2 separate regions of the Mus musculus genome follow, and region 1 is linked to region 2. Evidence: chromatin contacts called from public Micro-C data. All regions are on one chromosome and are shown on one strand. Each heading gives the region's core, a stretch centred on a gene start, on an enhancer-like site or on the middle of the called end of the contact. The rest is flanking DNA. Distances are from core to core; before and after follow the strand shown.

Region 1 (7,122 bases), core at 1,914-4,413, 230 kb after region 2:
AGATAAGATCAGATTCATCTCTTGAAAGATGGGCACATGAGCAGTTGGAAATGGAGCATAATGAAATAACTCTCCAGAGTAAAGCAGGGTTTCAAAAACTAAGGCTAGACAAGGAGGAACAGCAAGAGGTACGGACATCAGGTCCGCCAGGCACCTCAGGACCCTGCACAGGTCCACCAGGCACCTCAGGACTCTACAACAGACAGCTTGCACCCCATCTGTGAGCGCTTTCTTTCTCTAAATTAAAGATTACAGGAGCTCCAGCCAGGCAAGCTAGTGCAGGCCTATGGCCCCAGCTAGTCAAGAGACCAAGGATGACCCCTCAAGTTACAGGGCAGCCCATTTCAAAACGAGAAAGGAAAAAAACCAACCAAACAAAACAACAACAAAACCCACATTGATTTAATTTTTTTTTTTCTTTTTAGACAAATTTAACTTTTAAACCTGTTTGGAGATGGGAAACAGGGAGATGTTAATACAAAGTCTTGCTGGCCTGTGTAGGAAACATCACATATGAGTCCTATCAAATATTAGAAAGCTTGTGTTCAGGACAAGGATTTCGTCTTTTTCTTTCCCACTTTGTAAGACTTTTATGAAAATGTACCCCCACCCCCACCCCCAACACACACACACTATTGGAAAACTTTTTGTTTAAACAAAGGTCCCTGCTGCTTTCCAGGAATCCTACAACCTGGAACTGGGAGCCTTCCCTCCTGGGAGGAGCCCCTCTCTTCTCCTTCCTTTACTATTTGCCATTTCTCTCTCAGGAGCCTTGTCCAGGTGCTTCAGTGGAAGCGGTGTCTGGCCATGTGGGACCTTGTTACCTGGCAGACGTAAGAAGTGGTAAGGTTGAGTAAGCTCCAATCCTGGGAATCCCAGAACTGAGAACAGCAGGAGCGGAGCCATCCCCCCCTCTGTCTCTACCTGCTCAGGAGCACGGAACCATGACACCCCACTGAGGACCATGGGCACTGGGGCGTGGAGCAGTAACACCTGGAGTTCTTCTCCATGCTAATGAGGCCCTGAGCTTTCAGCCAATGAGCTGCTCTTTCTGGGTAATCCTTCCCACAAATGATATTTAATTCCTTGACTAAATTGTGCATTTACATCAACCATCAAATAAAACAGTATGAACAAGAAAGGGTTGTCTCAGAGAGCTGCTTCGTTTAGGATCTCTGTGGGGAATGCCTTCATCTTAAAGAACTATGTCTAAAGGCCGGAGAGATGGCTCAGTGGTTAAGAGCACTGACTGCTCTTCCAGAGGTCCTGAGTTCAAATCCCAGCAACCACATGGTGGCTCATGTACTGAAATCTGAAGGTTCTGGTGTGTCTGAGAAGACAGTGTGTGGTCACATATATAAAATAAATAAATCTTAAAAAGACAAAACCAAACTGTGCCTAAAATTCCTAGGAAGGCCTTCTCTCTTCCAGCCCCTGGTTTACTCGGCCCTTGCTCCCTTTCAGACTGGTTTCTGCCTCCCCTCCCGGCCTGGGAGGCAGATGCCCCAAGGGAAAGACAGACCCGCGGACTCTCAGTGCACAGGTGCCAGAGAGGAGACCGGAAACCACATTCGTCCCAGACCCTGCTCTTTCGCCCATGGACCACCGTTTTGGAATCTGTTCTGCCTACTCTGAGCTGCGTGCCAGCGGTGCCCAGTCACCACCAGTGGAGAGGCAGGAGAGAGGACGACACTGGTTTCTTTACAACCGCAAACTTCTAACACTTGAAACTCACCATCCTCTTCAGAGATGCAGACATAAGCTAGGATGCCCAGCAACAGCAGGATACATACAGTTCTGATATGTGTTTTATTATTGGAGAAGGAGCATTCGCGCTATGGCAAGCATGTCGAGTAAAGGTCAGAGGACAACTCTGTGGGGTGAGTTCTCTCTTCCTGTCTTTATGTGGGTCCTAGGGATCCAACACAAGCAAACTCAGGCCATCAGACTTTCTTAGCCAGAGCCTTTACTCGCTGGCCCCCGTAGCAGTACTTCCTGTTTTGTTTGTTGTTTTAAGACAGGGTCTCCCCGTGGAATTCTAGATGGCCTGGAACTCCCTATGTAGACCAAGCAGGGCTAAAAACTCAAGAGTTCCACCTCCTTCTGCTTCCAAGTGCTGGGATTAAAGCCGCGCAGCACCGTGTCCTGCTCTGTACATTTTTATAAAACATTTAAAGTTCAATGGCCTGGCTATGGAGATGACTCGGCAGTAAGGGGCACAGCCTGCGCAGCTGGAGCATCAGGGTTGGATTCCCAGCACCAACCTGCCAGCTCACATCTGTCTGTTTTCTGGACTCTGTGGGCACAATGCATGCATGGACATAAGCACAGGCAAAACACCTATACACATCAAATAAAAATGTTTTTAGTCGGAGCCGGGCGTGATGGCCCACGCCTTTAATCCCAGCACTCGCGAGGCAGAGGCAGGTGGATTTCTGAGTTCGAGGCCAGCCTGGTCTACAAAGTGAGTTCCAGGACAGCCATAGCTATACAGAGAAACCCTGTCTTGGGAAAAAAAAAAAAAAAACCAACAAAAGAAAATGTTTTTAGTTATTTTTGAGATTAAAATTACATGTAATTACATCATTTGCTCCTTCCCTTTCAGCCCTATATAAATCATCCCATAGACCCCTGCTTGTTTTCTTTCAAATTCATGGCCTCTTTTTTCATTGTTGTTATACACACACACACACACACACACACACACACACACACACACACACACACTCACACACACACACACACACACTGAGAGCCAAAGTTAAATGCTGCAGGCTATTATTTGTGGGAGATAACAAGCCACGTGTTTTTTGTTCCTTAAACAATTGCTCCTGATGTGTTTAATCCCATGTATGTGAGAGGTACAAGTAATTAGAGGTACGTGTAAGACTCCGAGGAGCCTTAGCTTACAGGGGACCCCTGAGTGAGCCACGTGGAGCCAGGACCTATGCAAAAAGCAAGAGGAATTTATTGTTCCAGTGCACTGGGGTCATCCCAGACCCAAAGGAGAGGCAGTGACCACCAGCACCCATTCGGCCATTTTTTATATGGTTTCCAGGGGCAGAATAGAGCATCAGCAACTAGGCACAATATGATTGGCAGAACAGTGCACCCTTTAAACTGATTGGTCTTTAGGGGAATGAGGTGGCAAGGACTTCCCTTGTCTGAGGTGAGCAAGGTCAGTCTGTGGAATGTGTCTCTACCCGCAGGTCAGTCCCTACCCGTTGGTCAGTTCCTGCCCTGGAGTCAGAGAAATGCTAATTAGCCTCTCCCTTCCGGAGGGGTGAGTGTTTCATGACCTTTCCAAAGTTCCTATGCCGACCTTTTCAGATGCAGGCAGGACATACCTAGGCTGGAAGTATGTTAGGATATATGCTTTTTCTGGACCTGATGGGAAATACTGTGGCCTTCTGGGTGTTCTTTTTTGAACCTCCACAAAATGTGACTAGTGGCCATTTTCTGGAAACCCAGGAATGGACCTGGCCAGAGTCCATCACACTGGCTAGTTTTAAATTAAAGCTTGCTTTAAATTTGGCTCAAAATTGTGATAGTCTTATTCTCACCTGGCAGGATTAATAACACATATCAGTACACACAAGCTGCTGAGCCTATCTATCTAGTGTTACTTGTGTGTGTTCTCAGGGCAAACCATTTGGTATTGGATAACCAGTTGGTATGCTCTTCCCTGGGGGAGACTCTCTGTTCTCAGCATTCCTCAGTTGCCGTGGTTCTTTGTAAATGACAGACCTCCTGGGCGTAAATATTTTAAATTTTTTTGGTGCCTGAGCTGGACATTGGCATATGCCTTTAATCCCAGCACCTGGGAGGCCGGAGGCCGGCTAATTTCTGTGAGTTCAAGGCCACTCTGATCCTACAAAGTGAGTTCCAGGGCAGTCAGGGTTATACAGAAACAAACGTTTCAAAAAGCCAACAGACCAAGAAACCAAAATAAAACAAAACAACTGTGGTGATTTTGTGCATTAACTGTCCTTTGATATTGCGCCTTAGCTGCATGGCTGTGGTTTGTGCTTTTCTGTAGGACCTTGCACATGGTTATTAAATAAAGGATTTATTACAAAATCTTTAAACTCTTCAGAGGTGGAGAGTTTTTGAGATGTCTCAGTGGGTAAAGGCACTCGCTGCTACACCTGATGACCTGAATTTGATCTCTGGGACCCACGAGAGGGAAGGAGAGTGAGCCTCCTCAAAGCTGTCCTCTGACCTCCACACCCACGCACGTCCACTCGGGACACTCACACAAAGTCACCTAATTAATTTTAAAACCACAAAGGGGCTGAGATGCTTTTGTGTCAGTGCTGGGGATGAGGCCAGGTCTTTATGCATGCTAAGCACCACTGAGCCCCACCCTCCAGCATGAAACTGGTTTTCCTTTCAACATTCTGGACTATTTATATTTATTTTTCTCTTTGAGTCCTTTCTGTTGGGATGTTCATCTTTTAGTTCTCAATTTCCAGAGAAGTCTTTACATACTGGGAAAATTGACTTTTTCTCTGTAGTGAGTTACAAAAAAAATTTCCCCAGGAGAGTAAGACTCCCCATGTTCTCAGGAAAAGATTGATTTTTCAGTCTATATCCATGGTAACAAGTAACACGAGGACAGGCTATAAACCTAGCTAATCAATCAATGACATCTGGCTTTATAGAATACACCTCTGAAAGCTGAATGAAAATGAGCACACGACCTCCAAGGTGGGGTGGAGGAGGATTTTATTGTAAGTATGACAGAAAGTACAGCCACAGGCGTATGGACTGAACCGGTCCATGAAAGGAGAGAGAGGAAGAGAAGAGAGATGAGGACACCAAGAGAGAGAGAACCAGAGAGCTCATGGCCTTCATGTCCTGGTGAGAAGTTCTGGGAGGAGCCAGGTCCTGAGGGAGCCTAGAGTTCTGAGCATGCACTTTGGTGTGCTAATAGATACCACAGTCAGCCATTTGTCCTAGATTTCTTTGGGACCTGACAGAAAACCAGTCCCTAACAGTTTCTTGCTTTGGAAGTCCTCACCTTCAGTGATCCATGCCAGGAAAACCATTCTGAGACTGACTGTAACTCACTCCTGCTTCATAATCAAACAGATGAGACCATGTTATCTAGCCTAATATCTTGAGTTCTTATTAAACTGCCTATCACCAGTTTGCTTTGTGCCAAGTGATTATGTCCAATCATAATCATTATTATGTCTATTTTTAGCATACGCAGTAAATTCAGACTTAGGGTCTTAATTTTGACATTTTTGGTCTCTCATTTTTTTGGTGGGGGTGGTGTTTTGAGACAGGGTTTCTCTGTATATACCCTGGCTATCCTGGAACTCACTTTGTAGACCAGGCTGGCCTCAAACTCAAGAAATCTGCCTGCCTCTGCCTCCCGAGAGCTGGAATTAAAAGTGTGCGCCACCATGCCCGGCTGTTCTCTCATTATTTTTTGGTTTTATGAGACAGGGTTTCTCTGTGTAGCCCTGGCTGTCCTGGAACTCACTTTGTAGACCAGGCTGGCCTCGAACTCAGAAATCCGCCTGCCTTTGCCTCTCAAGTGCTGGGATCAAAGGCGTGCGCCACCACCGCCCTGTTCTCTCATTTTTACACCAGTTTTTCATTTCACCTTACGGAGTATATGTGTATAATGCTGATTTTTAAAAGCCATGCAACTGATTCTTTTTTTTTTTAATTTATTAGGGATTTTCTTCATTTACATTTCAAATGCTATCCCAAAAGTTCCCCATACCCTCCCCCCCTCAACTGATTCTTTTAATGTGGTGCTGTTGTGCCAGGGAAATGTTAGTGATCCCCAAAAACACACACAGGAGCCAATCTGATGCAACTCACAGCAGGGTCTTTATTCAAGCTAGCTCGAGGCCCCCCACTTCCCCAACTACCACACTACTGTCACGCAGGACAGTTTTGGTGGTGGGGGAGCCCCGAATGTCTATGGATCAAGGCTTTATAGCAAACAGCAGGCAGGGAATACGTGTGCAAGCATCTAATTGGAAAGCTCCTGTGGCCTTTAACATAATTGGCTGGTGCTGGGAGTCATAACATAAACTTAACTTCTGTTCCTCTCCACATTGGTGGTCCTTAGGCAGGGGGTAGGTTTGTAACCTCTGGTGCAGCTTTGTTGGGGGAATAATCTGGAGACACTGGTCTTGTTGGGGATTAGCCTAGAGACTGGAGTTAGGCTCAGGTTCTGGTGGGGGTGGGGCAACTTGAAAACTAATGCTAGCTAGGTACCAACCTGTTAGTGTACCTGAGTTCAAACTTAGGTCAGATTCTCTAAAATGGAGTCTGAATTTAAAAGCTTTAGCATCTCAGTGCCTGTCTTTAGTCCCCGCACCCAGATGACAGAGGCAGATCTCTTGAGTTCTAGGCCAGCCTGGACTACATAACATAGGGAGTTCAAATCCAGCAAGGGCTATCTACTGAGACCCTATCTCAAAAAACAAAAGAAAAAAAAAAGACTTTGAATTTGAGTTATTTATTTTCTATTTATGAGTGTTCTGACTGCATATACATATGCCTGCCTGGTGCCTGAAAAGCCAGAGTAGGTCATCAGATTCCCTGGAACTGGAGTTATAGGTGATTGTGAGCTGCTATGTGGGTGCTGGAATAGAACCTGGAACTCTAGAAGAGACAGTGATCTTAACTGCTGAACCATCTTTCCAGTCCCCTAGCCTTTGGGGTTTGGTGGTTTAGGTTTTTGTTGGGAACTGGGAGAAACTGAGGGCAAATCTGGTAGTGCAGCGCTTTAGGTGGGCTTACTATATAGTTCAAACTGGTATAGCTTCACAAACTGCTATTAAAAAACGGTAGTTTGGTGTCCTGATTGCTTGTTTGCTTTTTGTCTAGTTGGCACAAGGGAGAGTTACCCAAGAACTACCACAATTGAGAAAATGTCACATAGGATTGGTTTGTGGGGCATTTACTTAGTGACTGATGTGGGAGGGTCCAGCACTTTGTGGCCAATGCTACCCTTGGGCAGGTGGTCCTAGATGGTCTAAGATAGCAGGCTGAGGGGCTGGAGAGATGGCTCAGTAGTTAAGAGCACTGGCTGCACTTCCAGAGGTCCTGAGTTCAATTCCCAGCAACTACATGGTGGCTCACAACCATCTG
Region 2 (6,734 bases), core at 3,434-5,933:
TTCCAGGACAGCCAGGGCTACACAGAGAAACCCTGGGGGTGGGAGGGGGTAGTTAGAAGTAAGCCTCTGTTTAGGGGGTGATTTTTTTCCCCTTGACTTTAATTCTTTTATTTGGTGTTCCTGAGACAGTGAGTATGTATGTAGCCTGGCTGACCTTGAACTCATGATGATCCCCATTTCTGAGCCATCCAAGTACTATGATTATAGGTTGAGCTACAATGGCCTATTTATCTTGATTTTAAAATTGGAAAAAAGAACCCTTGTATATTGATTTCCATATGCATAATATGGTGATGCCTCATCTTTCTTTTATTCATTTTTTAAAGATTTATTTATTTCATGTACGTAGGTACACTGTCACTGTCTTCAGACACAGCAGGAGAGGACATTGGATGCCCATTACAGATGGCTGTGAGCCACCATGTGGTTTCTGGGAATTGAACTCGGGACCTTCGGAAGAGCAGTCAGTGCTCTTAACCACTGAGCTACCTCTCCAGCCCCAATGCTTCATCTTTCTAACGGTTATGAGCTACTCTAGTATATGGTACTCTCATCTGTGCTCATTTATAATTCTCTAATTCTCACACTGCTGGTCACTGGAGAAGAGGGGATCTTTACTGAGAAGTCTCCATCAAATTGACGTGGAGGCATTTTCTTTAATGATTGATGAGGGAGGGCCCAGTCCACTGTGGACAATGCCACTCCTGGGCATGTGGTACCATGTTATATAAAAAGCGAGCTGAGCTAGCTAGCCGTAGACAGCAAGCCAATAAGCACTGCCCCGCCACGGTCTGTGCCTCAGTTCCCAGCAACAGGTTCTTGCCTGAGTTCCTGCCCTGACTTTCCTCAATGATACACTGACTATAAACTACTCTAAGATGAAATAAACTGGTTTTAGACATGGTGTTTATCACAGCAATAGAAAACAGACACAAAGCCATGGTCAAACAGACAGAAACCCTGGCTAAACTTAATGGATCTCAAAAAAAAATAAAAAAGACAAAACAACAACAAAAAAAGTCCATTACATATATCATAACCTATGATATATAGGTAAGTAAAGAGACTTGTAAGGGAGGGAGTCTGACAGATGGGAAGTTAAGGGTTACAATAATCAGAATTCCCTTCCCTAAATACATGTATGAAACTGACTCAAAGAACAAACTCAAAAAAAAAAAAAAAAAAGGTATCTTGCCCAAGACTAATTAGAAGAGCCAACATTCAAACTCAGGTCTCCAGCTCCTGGGACACACAGAGTAAGTTTCACTACACAAGACAGGAAAGAACTTTACAATACTGAATGAACGTCCAGGCTAATTACCAAACCAGGAAGTGGTGGTACACACCTTTAGTCCCAGCACTCAGGAGGCAGAGACAGGTGAATCTCTAAGTTTGAGGCCAGCCTGGTTTACAGAGTGAGTTCCAGGCAGCCAGGACTACAGAGAGAAACCCTGTCTCAAACAAAAAAAAAAAAAAAGAAAGAAAGAAAGAAAAGAAAAAAGAAAGAAAGGAAATGAAGCAGTGAGACTAATTTTGATCACAGAAAGCTATTTCGTGATTATAATTAAGGGACATTTTTATCTTCTCTCTCTGCTCTTAAAGAGGCTTAAAAAATAAAAAGGAAGGGCAGGCAGGAGAGGTGGCTCAGTCCAGCACCCAGCATCCTTGGCAGCTCTCAACTGTCTGCAACTCCAGTCCCAGGAATCTGACACCCTATATGGCCTTCATAGGCACCCACATGGTACATATACACACATGCAGGCAAAACACACTTACACATTTTTTTTTTTAAATCTTTAAAAAGTTAGGAATTTCACCTCCGAGAACTCAGAAGCACAGTCTGCAAGTAGCAACTCCCCTCTAATCAGACAACCATCAGTTACTTCTGTAACTAGCAGTGCTTGAGGAGAGAAAGGCCTGACCTAGTCTCAAGACTGGAACACAGTCCAATTTGAACCAAAGCCAGAAAACTGAAAGCACCGAGTACGGAACATTATTACTGTAATAACCAATACTGATGAAGATAGTAAGGATTCAGCCATAGCTACTAGTTTTATACTTGGCAATTATTTCAAGCTCCTGCATTTTGTAAAAGTATAACTCAGAGTTTATCTTTAGCTAACCAGAACAAGTTTTAAATTTCCTCATTTAAAACACGTAAAACTAGCCTTCATCATGTCTAGTTGGAAACTTGCCTATCATAAAAATCAAAGAAACACGAGAACCTTTTATCAGACATATATCAACTAAAAACTATCACTTCATGAATTTAGGTTTCAGGACACGGATCACAAAGCCCAGAAGAATTAATCTCTTTCTCTCAAAAGGTAAATCTGGAATCAAGGCCCCAAGATAAGTGAAATACCCAAGAATTCTCTTTTTAAAAACATGTCTGCTTGCCCAACACAATGGTAATCTCACTGGCTAGGATTCTGACGCAGATCTTAAGTCCAGAAGTTTGAAACAAACCTGGGTATCATAGAAAGAGGCTGTCTCCAAAGAAAAACAAACAAATACCTGCTTTTGGAAACAAATGAGATATTCTGCAGGCACAGGCTTGCAATCCCAGCTACTAGGGAGGTTGAGAAGAAAACCCCAGTTCAAGGCTTACCTGGTAGGGAAGAGATTCAATACCAGCCTGGGAAACAGTGAGACTGTCTGCACAGAGAAGAGAGGGCTGGGCTTGTAACTCAGTGCTGCAAAGAACACTTGCCTAGCATCACAGGGAGGTCTGCGGTTCAATCCGGTACAAGGGGTTAAAAAGGAGAAAGAAACAGCAGAAACTAACTTCAAGGTACTTTTTCATTCCCTGACATTCCTCCCTAGTGTCAAGACAACTCACTAACCTAAGAACAACCCACAGTACCAAAGGATGGCAGTACTTGATACTAATCCATTTCCCCCATAGCCTGGCAGAGGGAAAGGTAATAATGTACTAGTGAAAACAAGAAGAAAACATTTTTAATTTTGGGCAACCTCTTTTACCAAAACCCAAAAGTTACATTTTCTATCTATCTAAGCAACAATATAAAATTCAGTTTCCCTGATGTAAATGTACAATAGTGTTCCTGGCTAATTAATCTCTAGAAAGACCTAAAAAGAGAGGCTACCAAATATGTTGGCTAACACGTGTAATCCCAGCACACAAGGCTGAGACAGGAAGAGTGTCACAACAGCCTGAGCTGGAATGAGGCCCTGTCTAGGAAAGGCAGAGGATGGGTATAAAAGTATACGAAAAAGGCTTCCTTCACACACACACACACACACCCCAACTGAAGAACTGGGGTAGAGACAAGCAAGAATGTTCTACAAATGCCACAGAGCTTCTGGCAAAGTTGACGTGCCCTAACCTGTTTTAAAAATTACTACTCACTGCCTTCATCCCAACCTAATTTTATTCATACTATTCTTTTGGATAGCTCTACCAAAAAAAAAAAAAAAAAAATCCCCAGAGCAAATTCTTGTGTATTTATTTCAATATCCTGCCTACTTTATAAGAGCGGAAGAGTCGAATACAGCAGGGGAAAAACGTGACGTGCACAACCTTCACCCAAAACACAGCTCAGCTCGTCGTTGTCTAATTTTGGGCCTAACCGGTTTGGTTGTCTTTTTTTAAAAGGTTAGAAACGAAAAGCTGGAAAATCTACAGGTCACTTGTAAAGAAGAACCTGGCGGCTATCGATGGGAGTTGGTGATTTGTCAAAGAGGAAACAAATCTCACTTCCACTCTACCTAGTTCTATTAAGACAGGGGATGGAGAGAGCCTCCTTCCCATCAAGCCACAATGGCAATTATTTAACACACTTCTGTCTTGGACGACTTGATCTAGAACTAATCAAAAGGCTGAGTCCATTAAGTTATTTGCAGCAACTTTTTTTTTTTCTTGTGAGGGCGCGCGTGTTTCAGACAGCCAAACATGGTGAAAAGCCAACCTCAGCCCAAGTTAACCTTAAGAAGCAAATATTCACCTCCTGGCTAAAGATCAAGCAAAAACCGTAAGATCCTTAACTTCTGTTCTTAAACGCAGGCTCCCAGAGCCCGGCAAAAACTTTTTCCTAATGTGGAGGAGGAGGAAGAGTTTACACACTGAACTTAAGGAGCTCGCGACAGGATTCCCGAGCGACGAGACTGCAGAGAACGCAGCTGGTAAAGGAGGGAACATCCAGGAACAAACCCGAGTCGTCCGGTGCAGCGCCGGCGGGAGAGAAGGGCAAGGACGGCCGGAGTGGCCAGGGTCCCCACAGCCCAGCAAGCTTCCTCTCGGCCGAAGCTTAGAGCCAGGGCGCAGACAATGAGCCACCGCCCGGAGCCGCGGGCCCGCCCGCAGGTGCTGGCGTCCCGGGCCGCTGGGCCCAGGCCGCGGAGGCGGGAGGAGGGCGGCGGCTCGGCCCGGCCCGGCCCGGCCCGGGCGAGCGGCAACCGCACTTACCAGAGAGGAAAGGTCTCCGCCCGACCCAGGGCGGGCTGCTTGGCCGACGCGGGCGAGCACTGCGCTGGGGCGCTGAGAGGGAGGAGGGCAGGGCGGAGGGGAGCGGCGCGGGGCGCGGCCGTCGCTACCGAGGCCGTGAGGCGCAGAACCCCTTGGGCCAGGGAGGGGAGGGCAGGAGCCTTCGGCAATGGCGACGGCCCGGGCCGGAGGGGAAGCGGAACAACCGCTGCCGCTGCGCGTGGCCACAACCCTGGGGGAGGGCGGCGGCGGGGGCGCGGGGCGGGGCCGTAAGACAGCCCCGCCCTGAAAGTGGCGTCATGACCCGAGGGGCGGGCTTTCACAGGGCGGCTGGGAACCGTAGTCTAGTCATCTGTTAGGGAGACTCAGGACAGTGGGCGTTACAGAGAAAACCTGTCCCTCATTTATCAGCATTCTGCATTGTCTGCAGTTACGGTTTACCTACTGACAAAGCTGACGGAGAACAGCTGATCCAAACATATTTGTGTGTAGAGGGTCTTTGTTTCTGAGAATGTATCCATTCACCAATTGGTGTTTTGTGGGGAGGGATGGCTTTTCGAGTCCTGGCTGTCCTGGAACTCACTCTGTAGTCCAGGCTGACTTTGAACTAGAGATCCTCCTGCTTCTGCCTCCTGAAGAGGTACTGCCCAGCTCACTTTGTTTTTTGGTTTGGTTTGGTTTGGTTTGGTTTTTTGGAGGCAGGGTTTCTCTGTATAGCCCTGGCTGTCCTGGAACTCACTTTGAAGACCAGGCTGGCCTCGATTAAAGGAATGCGACGCCACCGCTTTTTTTTTTCCTACAAATTTAACCAGATTAAGTTGAATCAGATTATGCTGCTAAATTAGGTCCTCCCTCTTTGCAAAACAAAGATTTTTTTATTTTTCTGTATTTTATCAATGGAGGAGTTAATTCATGTATTCTTATTCCACAACTATGTCAATATCTAATATCTACAAAAGACCATTTAGGTACCAGAAATGAACATGCTTCACCTAGTCTTTGTAAAGGTTAAAAACATGAAAACGGTGGTGGCGCACGCCTTTAATCCCAGAACTCGGGAGGCAGAGGCAGGCAGATTTCTGAGTTCGAGGCCAGACTGGTCTACAGAGTGAGTTCCAGGAAAGCCAGGGCTATACAGAGAAACCCTGTCTCAGAAAAAAAACAACCAAAAAAACGTATGAAAACATAAAAACCAAAACACTGATACCTGTTACAAGGTGGGGAAAAAGCTGAGGGATTACCGTGGACAGAGTGGACAGAGAAGGTGGCAGTTAAAACAGAAAAAGGAACTCGGAAGAACTGAGGGGAAAGGATTACAAGTAGGAAGAGGATTGCCACGGTCAGTGAGAGATGAAGGCTAGGCTCACAACCAAAACCACAAGACTTATGTAGCTGCACCTTGGTGTAAGATGGGTATATTAGAAAGTACTGTAGTAGTTGGGCGAGGTGGCATACTCCTTTAATCCTAGCACTTGGGAGGCAGAGGCAGGCGAATTTCTGAGTTCGAGGCCAGCCTGGTCTACAAAGTGAGTTTCAGGACCGCCAGGACTATATAGAGAGAAACCCTGTCTCGAAAAGAAAAAAAAAGTACTGTAGTACAAGATATGATGAAGCAAACCTGTAATTCCAGCACTCAGGTGGCTGAGGTAAGATGAGGAATTTGAGTACTGAGAGGTAGAGGACGGATAGGGGACAAGAATGGTTACATAGAGAGTCGGAGGTCAGATGAACTACATGACACCCTATTCTTTGCAGCCTATCAAATCTACATTCAGCCACCTGCTAGTAACATAGGATGTATGTTTGAGTAACATAGGGCTGTATGTCACTTTACATGGATGTTGGCTGCTTACCTCTATTTCCCTATGAGTAGCATTGAACATGGATTATCAAAATAAGTAGCTTTTCTAGAATAATCCTTAAATCCACTATATTCCAATTGATTAGAATTGCAAGCAATCATTTTAGTTCCTAAAGCATATAGCATTCTCCAAAATAACTAGCAAACAGATAGATATTCTTGGAAAGTGACTGGGATACACATTAACCACCTACCACCACTCTTAGGTGAGGTGAGCAGTTTTTCTGTTTTCTGTATCCAAAAGAACCTACCACAACTCTTTAAGATGAATAAATAATAAAAGTGGAACAAACCCCGGGAAAGAATCAATAAGACAACAATATCCATTCTCTTGGCCTAAACAAAAAAAGGACCACACACAAAATTACAAAACTCACCGAAAATACAGACCATTATTCAGTGTCAATAATATAAAGTGGCCAAACT

The links. Hi-C and Micro-C count contacts between places; a contact is called where the count stands out from the background.
Region 1: a Micro-C map of embryonic stem cells shows a contact between it and region 2, with 4 times the contacts expected there. The contact joins the enhancer-like site here to the promoter of Pak2 in region 2. A contact is called at or near these places in 3 of 39 promoter capture datasets (the C10 cell line, cranial neural crest and neural stem cells), 1 of 484 Hi-C or Micro-C datasets (embryonic stem cells), 2 of 115 datasets of contacts at active chromatin or transcription factors (embryonic stem cells and large pre-B cells) and 3 of 9 other capture datasets (adipose tissue, liver and pancreatic islet).

What each region holds. Positions count from the first base shown.
Region 1 is chr16:32,309,363-32,316,484 of GRCm38.p6, forward strand. No RefSeq gene overlaps it. Among named protein-coding and RNA genes, the nearest start is that of Ubxn7, 19 kb to the right of the region's middle. Within about 2 kb of position 3,164, at least 22 of the 459 cell types and tissues checked have an H3K27ac peak or open chromatin away from gene starts, as enhancers often do. A contact at or near this core is called in embryonic stem cells, where this site is marked.
Region 2 is chr16:32,074,659-32,081,392 of GRCm38.p6, forward strand. Pak2 (p21 (RAC1) activated kinase 2) reads right to left here and starts at 4,684. Exons shown (of 15, transcript NM_177326.3): 1 at 4,430-4,684.